Linked DNA regions of Triticum aestivum: region 1 is linked to region 2. The links are chromatin contacts, called in public Hi-C maps. All regions are on one chromosome and are shown on one strand. The core of a region is the stretch at or near the end of the contact, and the rest is flanking DNA. Distances in the headings are between cores, read along the strand shown.

Evidence for each region. A called contact is a pair of places that touch in the nucleus more often than the background predicts.
Region 1: a Hi-C map of leaf shows a contact between it and region 2, with 7 times the contacts expected there. The contact joins the promoter of LOC123112088 here to the enhancer-like site in region 2. A contact is called at or near these places in 3 of 5 Hi-C or Micro-C datasets (all in leaf) and 1 of 1 datasets of contacts at active chromatin or transcription factors (leaf).

What each region holds. Positions count from the first base shown.
Region 1 is chr5B:400,828,648-400,834,812 of IWGSC CS RefSeq v2.1, forward strand. It overlaps LOC123112088 (BTB/POZ domain-containing protein NPY1), which reads left to right and starts at 4,600. Exons shown (of 4, transcript XM_044533007.1): 1 at 4,600-4,981. The coding sequence starts at 4,920.
Region 2 is chr5B:400,688,694-400,694,244 of IWGSC CS RefSeq v2.1, forward strand. No RefSeq gene overlaps it. Among protein-coding and RNA genes, the nearest start is that of LOC123112087, 19 kb to the left of the region's middle. Within about 2 kb of position 3,803, at least 4 of the 8 cell types and tissues checked have an H3K27ac peak or open chromatin away from gene starts, as enhancers often do. A contact at or near this core is called in leaf, where this site is marked.

The sequences.
Region 1 (6,165 bases), core at 3,350-5,849, 140 kb after region 2:
CCTCGCCTTCCTTAGTAGAACACCTAAAATACACCTAAAACAAAGCATGAGCCCTCTCGCCAGCAAGGGTCGAAATCCACGATGCCTCCATGGCCCTAAGAACACAAAATACGAGCCAGATGAGCGGCGACGCCGACAGGAGGTGGGGAAAACCAAAATACCCGAGAGCCTTTCTTTCTTTCGCAAGATGAAAGAAAACACATGTACCACATGTGTTCCTTTCAGTAGGATACAACTATAAATTCTATTTGTGTATGCATGTTATGCAAAAATAAACAGGGAAACAACAAAAATGTTTGAAGATGCAGATGCTCATACATATGCATATGCATATGCATATACTATCAATTCAATGAACGCGCGCACACACACTCTACCCCTATGAGCATCTCCGAGAGACTGAGCCGACACATCATCTTGAGATTGACGAAGACACCACTGGCGCCTTCATAGTCGACGGAAACATCTCCTCCCACTAAATGAATATCGTCAGAAAGTCAGAAATAAATCCTGAAAATGGGAGCACCAATGTCAAGTCTATGAATAAACCTTGATGGACTGGTTCCACCATAAAAAAACTAACCATGTGAGTTTGTCTCTCGCAGCAGTATATGGCTTTGTTACTAAGGTGAAATATATTTTCCTAACCATAAACTAAGCATGTACTCCCTCTTTTTTTTTGCACTCCGTGTATAAAATTTGTCTGGAGTCAAACTACATGAAGTTTGACCAAATTTATCTTATAAAATATCAACATTTCAAATAAAAAAGTTATATAGTGTGAAAATTAATTCATTGATGCATCTAATGATATTGATTTTATGTTGTGCATATTGATATTTTTTCTTATATAGTTGATCAAACTTTATGAACTTTGACTTTAGACAAATTTATATGTAGACTAAAATGAAACGAAGGAAGTACCTCACTTCACCATTAGAGCATCTACAGACGGGCGTCTCAAACCCGCCTCATATGCCTGGGTGGGCCGCTCGGTCACCGTCCGGTCATGATTTTTCGACCCAGACGACCCCCTCAAACGGGCCTCAAATACCCGGACCGACCGACACCCCTCGTATCCAGCCCAAATATGGGGCAGATATATGGGGCGCCCGGGCGCGTCTGTTTTGTCGGACCCGATAGCCCAACCCCACAGCAAAATGCACCAAATCCACCCCTAAGACCTATCGGCTCCATTTGCAATCTCCTCTCTTCTTCCTCCTCCATGTTGTCCGTCTGCAGCTCCGCTGTCGTGCGCGCTCCCAGCCGCTCCTAGCCTATGCGCCGCCAGCTCCGGCAGAGCAGTCCTCTCTCGTGTCCTCGTCGCGGGGACGTCGTCGCCAGCCCAGACACCACCACCGTACATGCGGCAATTATGTGGCTCTGCCTTGCGCTTAACGTGTTCGACACATTGTCCGACCGGTTTTATTTTATTTTATTAGGGAACATGATGGACCGACGGAGCTTGATCAAATGATTCAAGATGAGTTCTTTGATTCCTCGGATTCGGACGAAGAATTAGACATGATCATGCTCATGAGCATGCAAGAGGAAATGGACCGGGAAGTGGATCATATTCTCAACTTCAATGGCTCAATCAAAGGGAGAAGAGTGACCAACCGGGATAGGGTGTCCAGAGCAAAGCTATTGCACAGGGACCACTTTGCTCCCAATCCTACTTTCTCGATGATCCATGGCTTTGTCGCTGTTTTCGCATGTAGAAACCATAATTTTGCGCGTTGTGAAGGGAGTGGAGGCACACGATGACTACTTCAATCTCACAAGGGATTGTTGAGGACAACTCTCTTTCTCTGAAGCAGAAGTGCACAACTGCTCTGAGCACTTGGTACTGTTGCAGATGCCGTTGGTGAGATGGTCAGGATGGGGGAGATCACGTGCTTGAAGACCACTGTCAAGTTTGCCCGCGCCGTGGTGGAAGTGCTTGGACCTGAGTCTCTGAGAGAACCGAATGTGCATGACATGGAGAAGTTGTTGGCTACTGGGGAGGCAAGGGGGTTTTCAGGAATGCTCGAATCAATTGATTGCATGCATTGGGAATGGAAGAACTTCCCAAAAGGTTTGTGGGGAATGTATCAAGGTCACACCAAAGAAGCCACCATCATACTAGAAGTTGTGACATCATATGAATTATGGATTTGGCATGCTTTCTTTGGAATGTCGGGTTCTCACAACTATATCAACGTGATTCAACGATCTCCGGTGTTCAGGAGGCTTTGCAATGGGTAATCACCGTCGTGCAACTACACCGTCAACGGTCGAGGCTACAACATGGGATACTATATTGTTGATGGTACCTATCCTCAGTGGGCGGTGTCTGTGAAGATCGTATCCGAACCGCATGGCAATAAACGAGCCACTTTGCAACAATGCAGCAAGCGGCTAGGAAGGATGTGGAGAGGGCATTTGGTGTGCTTCAAGCTCGTTGGAGAATTGTTAGGAGCGCTGCAATGATGTGGTAATCAGAAACTTTGTGTCAACTGGTGACATGTTGTATTATTCTGCACAATATGATTGTCGAGGATGAGGGTGATGGTGTAGCCCAAACCCATGATTTTGAAGCACCTGGAGAACAAGTTGAAATCCGGAAGATTAAGATGCGGTCCGGCTTATGAACTTTTTGCAGATGCATCAGAATCTTCGAGATCATGAGGTGCACATGCAGCTACTCAATGATCTTGTGGAGCACATGAACCCATAAAAAAACCAAATAGCTAATGCTTGAGTTGTGTACTTAAAATAAATTTTATGTAAACACTACCAATGCTCGGTACCAACATTTGTTATGTACGTGCGACATCGGCTTTTTATGATCGACGTGCATGGATATGGGAGTCCGGATTTAAGATATGTGGATGCCGGTAGCGAAATATGAGGGACCGTCCAGACGCGTCCGCGGATGCATAGCTGTCGAATTTGCCTAAGTCCAATTAAAGATGCTCTTAGAAGTCAAGAAAGATGTAGGCCTTTCCACCTAGGCCCTCTATTTCCATCAGTCCACAAAGTACCGAGCATCTAATCGCGGTGACTTTTGCAAAGCCGGTAGGGTGGCGATTTGTTTAGCTACAAAGTTAACCGCCCCCCGTCGTTTGACCGAGATTCTCTCCCCCGCGCGATCGACCTGACACCGTCAGCCCGCGCCCGTTGCCATGCCATGCGCACCCCAAAGTACATAAACAGTTGCTGCGGAGTAGTAGTACGCTACGCATGGGCGCCGGCCGACGGAGAGCATCATCCTGCGCTCGCCCATTGGACCGCCGTCTCCGAGCCTTTTAACTAAAAAGAACAGGGCGGGACGCCAGGACACATGGGGCGGAGGACGCGCGGACACGTACCGGCGGGGGGCGCGGCGCGCAGAGAGAAAGAGAGAGAAAGCGCGCGGGCGTATTTGCCGCGCTGGTACGTGGCGTGCGCGCCGGCCGGCCGCCGACGGCGGGCGGGGCGGGCGGGGCGTGGAAAGGTGGCGGCCGAGCGAGCGTGGTGCGCCGGTGGGAATGCGTGACAAACCGAGGGCTACGGATGGATGGTGCTGCCACCTTTTTTTGCTTGATTAAATTATTGCTGTTCCGATACGGCCAGATGATCCTGCGCTGCGTTTTTCAAAAGTTTTTATTTGCTCGCGGATGACGCAACGGACCTGACCCGGTGCTTCTTGTCCAAGCAAAAGTCCATCTTCACCACCGTTCAAAAGGTGAACATGGAACGACTGCGTTGCGTTTGACCAAGTACTTTCTTCATCCGAAATTAGTTGATGCTCAATGCATCTACATACATCGGTTTTGATTCCGGGCGGAGGCAGTGGTATATACTCCTACAATACAACAGGGAACGGATATACTCTACCAGGCCAGAGCACTGCTGTACATCGTCAGTACTGGGCATGTTCCGTCTGTGAAACTGGAGCGCGCCGCACACAGAAAGCGACCTGTGCCGCGCTGCTGCTGTTAAACGCTGCGCGCAGATAGTAGATTGTTTGTTGCACCTTTCTCTCCACCACACAGGCACAGAGGCAGTGAGGCACACAGGCTCTCCTCTCGCACTCGCACTCGCACTCGCACACGACAGACAGAGGGGCAGGAGCGCGCCACCCCACCCGTTTCCCTGTAAAGTTCTGCCGCACCCGCACACATCAAAAGACTAAACGGATAATTAGCCCGCCTAATCCTTCCCAGTATACCACGATCAAACAGAGGAAGAAATACTATGCCCCTATTCTAATCTAACCAAAAAGTATCATCGCGCCTGTGCTGCAGCGCTGCTGCAAAAGGGCCTGCGGTTTTTCCATGGTGAGCAGCAGCAGCAGCCGGAGCAAGTTTTTAACATATTATTACTGGTGCGTCGAAGCCAAGAAAAAGAAGAGCAGACGCAGAGGAAAAGGCTAGAGAGAGGGAGAGAGAGATACTGCTACTGCTACTACGTCCTGCCCACACCACGTTGAGTCATTGACATTGCGACGGACGGAGCAAGCAGGAGGAGGAGGCGGCTTTGGCAGTCGCAGGCAGAGAGCAGAGAGCAGAGCAGAGGCAGAGCGGCCGAGGAGGAGTTGATAATAATACCACCATCCCTTCCATGGTTCACACGCCACGGCATCACCATCATTGCCGCCTCCCTCCATATCCCCTTCTTTAATTGCTGCTGCTGCGTTTAAGCCTCCCCCACACCAACCCAACCCAACCGCGCCTCTCTCTTCCCCTGCTGCCGCTGCGCTGCGTACTGCTGGTGGGTTTTTTCATCCGTGCTCTGCTTCCCGCTGCTTCTCTCTCGCGCCGTCCCGGGGTGCCAAGCAAGTGCATGGGAAGAAGAAGAAAGCACCCAGCCTGAGCGAGCGTCAGACAGACAGTGAGGTCTTCTGCGAGGGCGTGAGGGAGCTAGAGGCGGCCGGAGAGGGAGGGAGCGAGAAGATGAAGTTCATGAAGCTGGGCTCCAAGCCGGACGCCTTCCAGTCCGGCGGCGCCGACGTCAGGTCAGTCACCCTCTTCCCTTCTTTTTCTTGTCTTGTTCATCTCTGGCGTTGCGTCCATCTCTAGCGTTGCTTCCTGCTCAAACTTTGGATGGGTTTTCCCTGCGCCGTTTGGTGTCTTACGTTTCTTGCTCGCGCCGCCGCTTCTCCGGTTCATGACGGCGGAGCAGAACCTCTTCTCGTCCATCTCCTTCGCCTCTTGTTCTACACGTAGCTAGGCGCGTTTCCCCGCTAGATTCTTGTCACAGACACCGTCGTCCTCTTTCTCCTGCTGGTTGGTGCTCCCGGTGAGATTCTTGCAGGCTTATTCGTGCCGTGCGTCCCTTCGGAAGAGCAGAGCTTCTAGAATGGCGGTCGTTCGGGAACCGCTCTTCTTGCATCACCACCTTCTTGCTCCGACTGTCATGCTTGAGTGCGTCTCTTCCTCCTGTACCAGCTTATGTGGAGTTTTTGGCCTCGCATTGCGCTTGGATCTTGGTTATTAGACCCTGTTCGATTGCTAATGCGCCATAAAGATGATCTTGCTCCAAAATACGGCTGTTTTGCTTCGAGTCACGGCGTGAGTTGACTATTGGTTCTTGGGAAGTGCAGAGTGCTAGGCTGTGTGCGCCGTTTCTATCCCTACCAGTTTCTGCCTTGTCTTGTCCCCTCTGCCTGCCTTCTTTTGTTTATGCTTCCTACATGTGTGGCTCTCTACGCTTCTCTCAACTGGATCTAGCACTATGATACTAGTAGCAGAATGGAGTTTCTCCAACTGATCCCTCGAGCTGGCATTCCTTGTTTCTCTCGGGATTAGTTGTTCGTGTCCGTTCCATTGTCGCCACCCTCCCCCCTAGCCTGTTATACGGTTCAGTTTACAGTGATGAGCAGTCCTCTGATTAAAAAAAAAATCTTGTTGTAATGTGCTGTAGTTCATTCATCCTTGGGTCTCATTTACTTGAAATGTTCTTGCATCTTTTTCCCGGCGTCCGTCAGTCCCATGGCTGCCTTTCACCTTCATGTAGATTGCTCTGCATCATTTGCTCGCCCAAAAGAATGATTGACTTCCTTTTCTCTTTTAAATCCGAACATGCAGCACTTGTTTTCTCCCCTCTTTGCTAGTGCGGAATAGATCTGAGTGCTAGGAGCAATGCGCTGAGCGCCAGTATATTAATATAAGGTAGATGCCACTACGCCCTGCTGTTCGT
Region 2 (5,551 bases), core at 2,553-5,052:
TTTGTGCGGGTGCCACCACCTGCATGATGTGGATTGGTGTGAAAAAATGTGATGAGGTGACTTATAAGTCAGGTGACAATCAAACAGGCGTGACTTATAAGTCACTGGTTTTAAGTCACCTGACTTATAAGTCAGGTGACTTTTATTGGAACCCCTAAATCATGTTTGGCTTGCAAGAATGTGGCATAGGCACACCCGACCTGTCCATCGGAATCAGAATCTTGGGACTGGGAACTTGGGGCCGACCGACACAGGTGAGGTGAGAGCGTGGCGTGGAAGCAGCCACCCGAAGCCTTTTTCTTTTGTGCCATTCCTTCCTGATCACCGTGCCTGTCCATCTATCTACCTCAATGGTCTCGTCACCGAGGCGGGACATGGTGGACGGGACGAGGAAGCTGCCGGTATCGGTGAACCTCGTTAACAAATCTCGGTGTCATGTTTGTGTGATTGCTTGGTCCTCGGATGATCGACGGTATGCCTCAGATTTATTCTAAAAAGTGGTATCAAAGCAAGGTTCGATTTGAGGTTTCGGTTGTTGATCTGGAGGTGGAGCAGAATTCGTCGGATCGGTTGGTGGTCGGCTTGCGACTGAAAAGATCGATAGAGGCGGCGGGAGTTCTGCTCATGTCAGAAGTAATCGGAAGCGGCGGCTTAACGTGACACGATTGGGCGAAGTCTCGGCGAGATCGGATTGCAGCGGTGGCGACGGTCGTGTAACGCGCTAGGGCACATGTACGTGCAAGCGCAGGGGTCGAGCCAGGCCACAGAAGGCTAGGCGCGTGGCCCAGGTGGCGGTTAGCGGTGTCCACCAGACAAGGTCCAGGTGGAGCGGTGCCTTTGGTCCAAGGCCGAAGGCGCACGGCTAGTGGCTGGCGCAGGTGCTAGATAGCTGCAGGATAAGGCCGTGACAGGCGTGAGAGTTGTGAAAAAAAGGGCAGTCTGTAACAGTATGGTAATTGACGTTAGCATGGATAGCAATTGGATTTAGAAAAGGAGCATTGGGAGGTGTGGCGGCACACTTGGTGCAGTCACGAGAGCTTCCATGGAAGCAGTTTTGTGATGCATTGCTAATTGCGTACGGTGTTTTACCAGGAGTTTAACAGATTGGCAACGTGCATATATGGTTCAGAGGAGCCTGGAAGTGCATCGTGAAGATCATGCATACACATGGCATTCAAGACATGCACAGATGTGCGAGCGGTCATGGTGCAGGGTGGAGCATGGTTGCAGTCGGATATGTTCGGCTGGGTCAGACTTGTCGGTTTGACGGATCGACGCAAGTCGGTTGGTGCAGAAGACGGTGGTGGGATCAACGACGACGACATAGGAGCGTGATGCTGATGGTGACCGACTTCTGGGGCGTGGAAACACGTGGCACATGCCCCGAGGGCTTGTGTGACTTCGACAAGACTATGGCGTGGGGTTGATTCAAGGTGGTGTACAAACGGAGCCTGAAGTCGACGGGGCGCGAGGGTGGACTGATCATCTACCATGGAGTCATGTTGAAGGTGAAGCTGGATTGAGGAGGTACGGTGTAAGGATCCAGGGAATCGAAGCCTATTCAGCAAGGGCGGGAAAAGCGAGTGACACGTAGTTCGGACTGAAGCCCAGTGGTCTGATGGAAGCGTGAAACTCGTCACCGGTCGGCAATGATCGGCGGTACTCTGCAGTGAGGGTTGAGTGGTGTGGTTTTGCGACCCTTGAGATTCGACCGGGACAGCGGAGACTCGACGTGGTAATAGCGGCGAGGCGTGCGGTACGCACGGGACATGGAGATGGGCCAGGGCTCTGGTGGTCATACATGTGGTGAGACAACTGCGAATTTGACTCGGGATGACTACAAGCAATGGTGAAATTCCTTCAAGTTTCAGACAGATGGTCAAAAAAAGAGCGGTGATATTGAGTTCAGGTAATTCTTATGTGTGACACCCAACATGTGAGTTGTTCATTTTGCATGCAGGTCAGTGATCAGTGTGTGATGGCGTTGGACTGACACTCTGGAAGTTGGGAGCACAAACTAGAGTAATAAGGAACTTAATTTTGCTCGAGTGTTGACTGTGGTCAAGAAAAGAAGGGACTACAAGTTGCAGGTGGAGTCACATGGAGTCTTTGGAGTAGCAGCGGTGCTCATGGGATAAGCTCAAGTCCAATGTACATGCAAGTTTGACGCATGAACGAATTCAAGGTGGTGGAGAATATTCGCCAAGGCGGAGTTTGTTAGAGTTGTGTCGAATATTGTGTACAAGACAGGTTACAGCTGGACTGTGAGTAGTATTGTGTTTAGATAGGATATGAAGTCGTGTCCTAATAGGACACTTGTATCCTAGGCCTTTCTTATATAGCGAGGGTAGACACACGATGTAACCTATGCCAACATAATAGCACCAGAACGCAGGGGAAGCCGGCGGCATGTGCCGGTGTCCAGGGCGACCGGGTGCGGTATTGTAGCGGTGTCACGGGGAGGAGCGTCCGTAGTCAGGCCCCGGGGATGTAGCCATATCGATGAACCTCGTTAACAAATCTCGGTGTCGTGTTTGTGTGATTGCTTGGTCCTCGAATGATCGACGGTATTCCTCGGATTTATTTTAACACCTTGCTCGCCGGCCATAGCACCGCCCCCGAAAAAGTTCAGGAAAACAACCGATCGAGGCGGCGGTAGTGATGGCTAATGACAGTCAGGGGGTGTGGTGCTCCTTGAGGCGAGCGATGATGAAATCTGCGAGATTCCACGTACTGCTGCTACTACGACTACATTCCCGTGAGTGCGACTGCCCTGCGTCTGCGTGCATGATTGCTCATGATGCACCCCCGCAGTGGCCTCGACCCGATCCTTATCTCAGACCCAGTGGAGACGATGATGGAGAAGAGAGGAGGAATGGATGATCGAGTGTACTGGGTACCCCCCATCGAGTTCCAACCCGTCCTTGACCAAGGCCTTGACCCCCACTTTTAACCCCGCAATCATTGCCCGCCCAGGGGCTTGCTTTTTGTTTGATCCGGCTTTTTGTTTGGTCTTGTTGCCTTGTTCCTTTCCCGATGCAAAACGCCAAGATCGGCTAGGTTGCTAGACCTAGGTATAGGTAGCACTGGCTCGCGCTCGGTACGGGACGGGGTTCGCCCGTCCAGCCAAGAGCATCGCGACGAAGAAGCACGACAGTACATCTCAGTTTTTTGTTAAAAAAAAACAGTGCATCTTTTCGGTATCTCAAGGACAGTACGTCTCAGTATCTCACGTACCGACGTAGTACTACGTGGTCGTGGTGTACCGGTCGGGCGGCTCTGGCAGCTCCCACACATGCAGGGTTGCGTGCATGCGTACGTATGTCTGATCTGCGACCCGACGGAGACGGACGGGCTGAACAGTCGATCGATCTTATTACTAGCAGGGCAGGGCAGGGCGGCACGCGTAGACGGCAGACGTACAGTGGCCCGCCCGGACGCGCTCCCCGCACCCGCCGCCGCCGGGCGCACCGCACGGACGCGCGACGGATGGCCGACCTGGCCACGCACCCGTGACTGGACGCCCGAGATGGACGGACGGGAGCACTGTGCACGCGCAAGGCGTGCGCGAAGCCACGAACCGCGCCCATGCCGCCACCCCAACGGAATGCCCGGGGCCCTGCCGGGGCCGGCCCGATCGACCACACGGACACGGTGGCGCGGACGAGCACGTGGGTCGCTGGCTGAACCGAAGGAGCCTCCCCGCGTGCGTGCGTGCGTTTTTAGCGTCTTGCTGTTGGGCGTCACGGAACGGATTCTGTCCGTCCGGCCGCTGGGAGGGGAGATGGCATGCATTATCGGCCGGGCCCTGGTTAAGGAAGGGGAGGAGGTCCCCGCCGCGCGCGCGCCCGGTCCACGGTCCACCCAATCCAAACGGAAGAGTGGCTTTGCCTGTTCACCTTGGAGCGGCACGCAGCTACGTGCATCTTCGTAGTACATCCGGCCATGCCATTGCCATGGGCTGCCTTTTTCCGCCGGGCAGGCCAGGCCGGTCGCTCTCCGTCGGCCTCGTGGGGTACCCTGCCCGGACTCGACTCGAGGCTAGCTATCCATCCATATCAGCAGCTACACATAGCCAGCTGCGAACGTGGCTTGCCCAGGAGTAAATTGCTACACCTGTTTGAGCATATGCACAGCAGGAGGCTCTGAAAGTCTAGCAAAATACGTAGGTGTCCAGAAACTTTTTAATTATGTCTATTCATAGCTCTTGCTTTTCGCTCCTAGGTCCTAGCCCTAGCTAGTTCGATCGGAAGCTCGACTCGATCGCCGAAGAAGCTAGTGGAAGCTGCTGGTCAGAATGATTCGTTGCTTAACCACAATGAAACCGGACCGGCAAATCAACATCGTTAATCAAGGCAGCAGCTCCTAGCTTTACCTGACAGTGAGGTCGACCTTGCAATTGGAAACGCACGTACCACTGCCCCACGGCTACGGCCTACACCGCAAAAAACTGGAGTACCACCGCCCGTCGGATCCACGTCGGCCTGACATAACATCGACCCGAACGCAACTGCCCTGCTGGCATCCCACCCACACATTTCCCGACTCGACTCGTGCCCAAAACCTCGCCAGCGCTGCCCGCTACGGCGACATGCATGGCTCGCCCTCGCCTCATGCACGCACGCACGAGAGAACGCCTCTCTGCACTGCACGAAAACTTTTCAACGATCGCCTCTGTTTGGGCACTGGAGACCGGCAGCGCAGGATAGGGGACAGGGCCCGTGGAATGTGATCTCAGCGCGATCGCAGCCACGGCCCCGACCGACCCGCCATTAATGGCCTGGCTTCTACGTGAAGGCAGCGCAGCCACAACGAGGCGGCCCCGTGTGGGCAGAGCCGGGGATAGACGTCGTCCCTTGCCAGGCACATGCACAGGTGGTACGGGACAAAAAACAATTCATCCCGTTCAGCTCTCCGAGGCGCCACTACTCAGTCCGCAGCGGCAGCAGTGGAAAAAGCCGAGCGCACCGGCAGCGGCATGCACTGCGCCAAGAGAATCCGAGGCATCCATGAGCAGCCGCGCCGACCCGAATTCTTCTCATACGAGTGTGTTTTCTCGCCGGACCACACACCTCTCATGCATCCATGCGACGTGGATTCGCTGGGTTGATTAAACATGGGCAGGAGAGCAGCGAGCAGCGGGCATAGAAAAGGACGCCCAAGTTGCACCGCTCCGCTCGTGGTTCCAACTTGCGGGACAAGGGTTGACATGCATGTTCGCCGCTTCACTTGGCGGATCGGCACGAGGGTGTCCAGTCAGCTGGCTGCTCCGGTGAGCGGCAGAGATGGGAGAGACCACATGACACCGGCAGCGTGGAAGGGACCAACCGGTGTGTTTGTGTCCTCGCCTTGTCCCTTGGGGCCTTGCCAGCTATGGCCCTGGTCGGAACGCCCGTCGCCGGCACGCCCGCGTGTTACCGTCGTCAACTTTTTTCTTCTCGGAGAATTAGGGGGTGTTTGTTTCCAGGGACTTTTTGATGTAGGGACTAAAAAAGCCCCTAACAAATCAAACAAGGTGGGACTTTTTTGGGACTTTTTGCTAAAAGTCCTT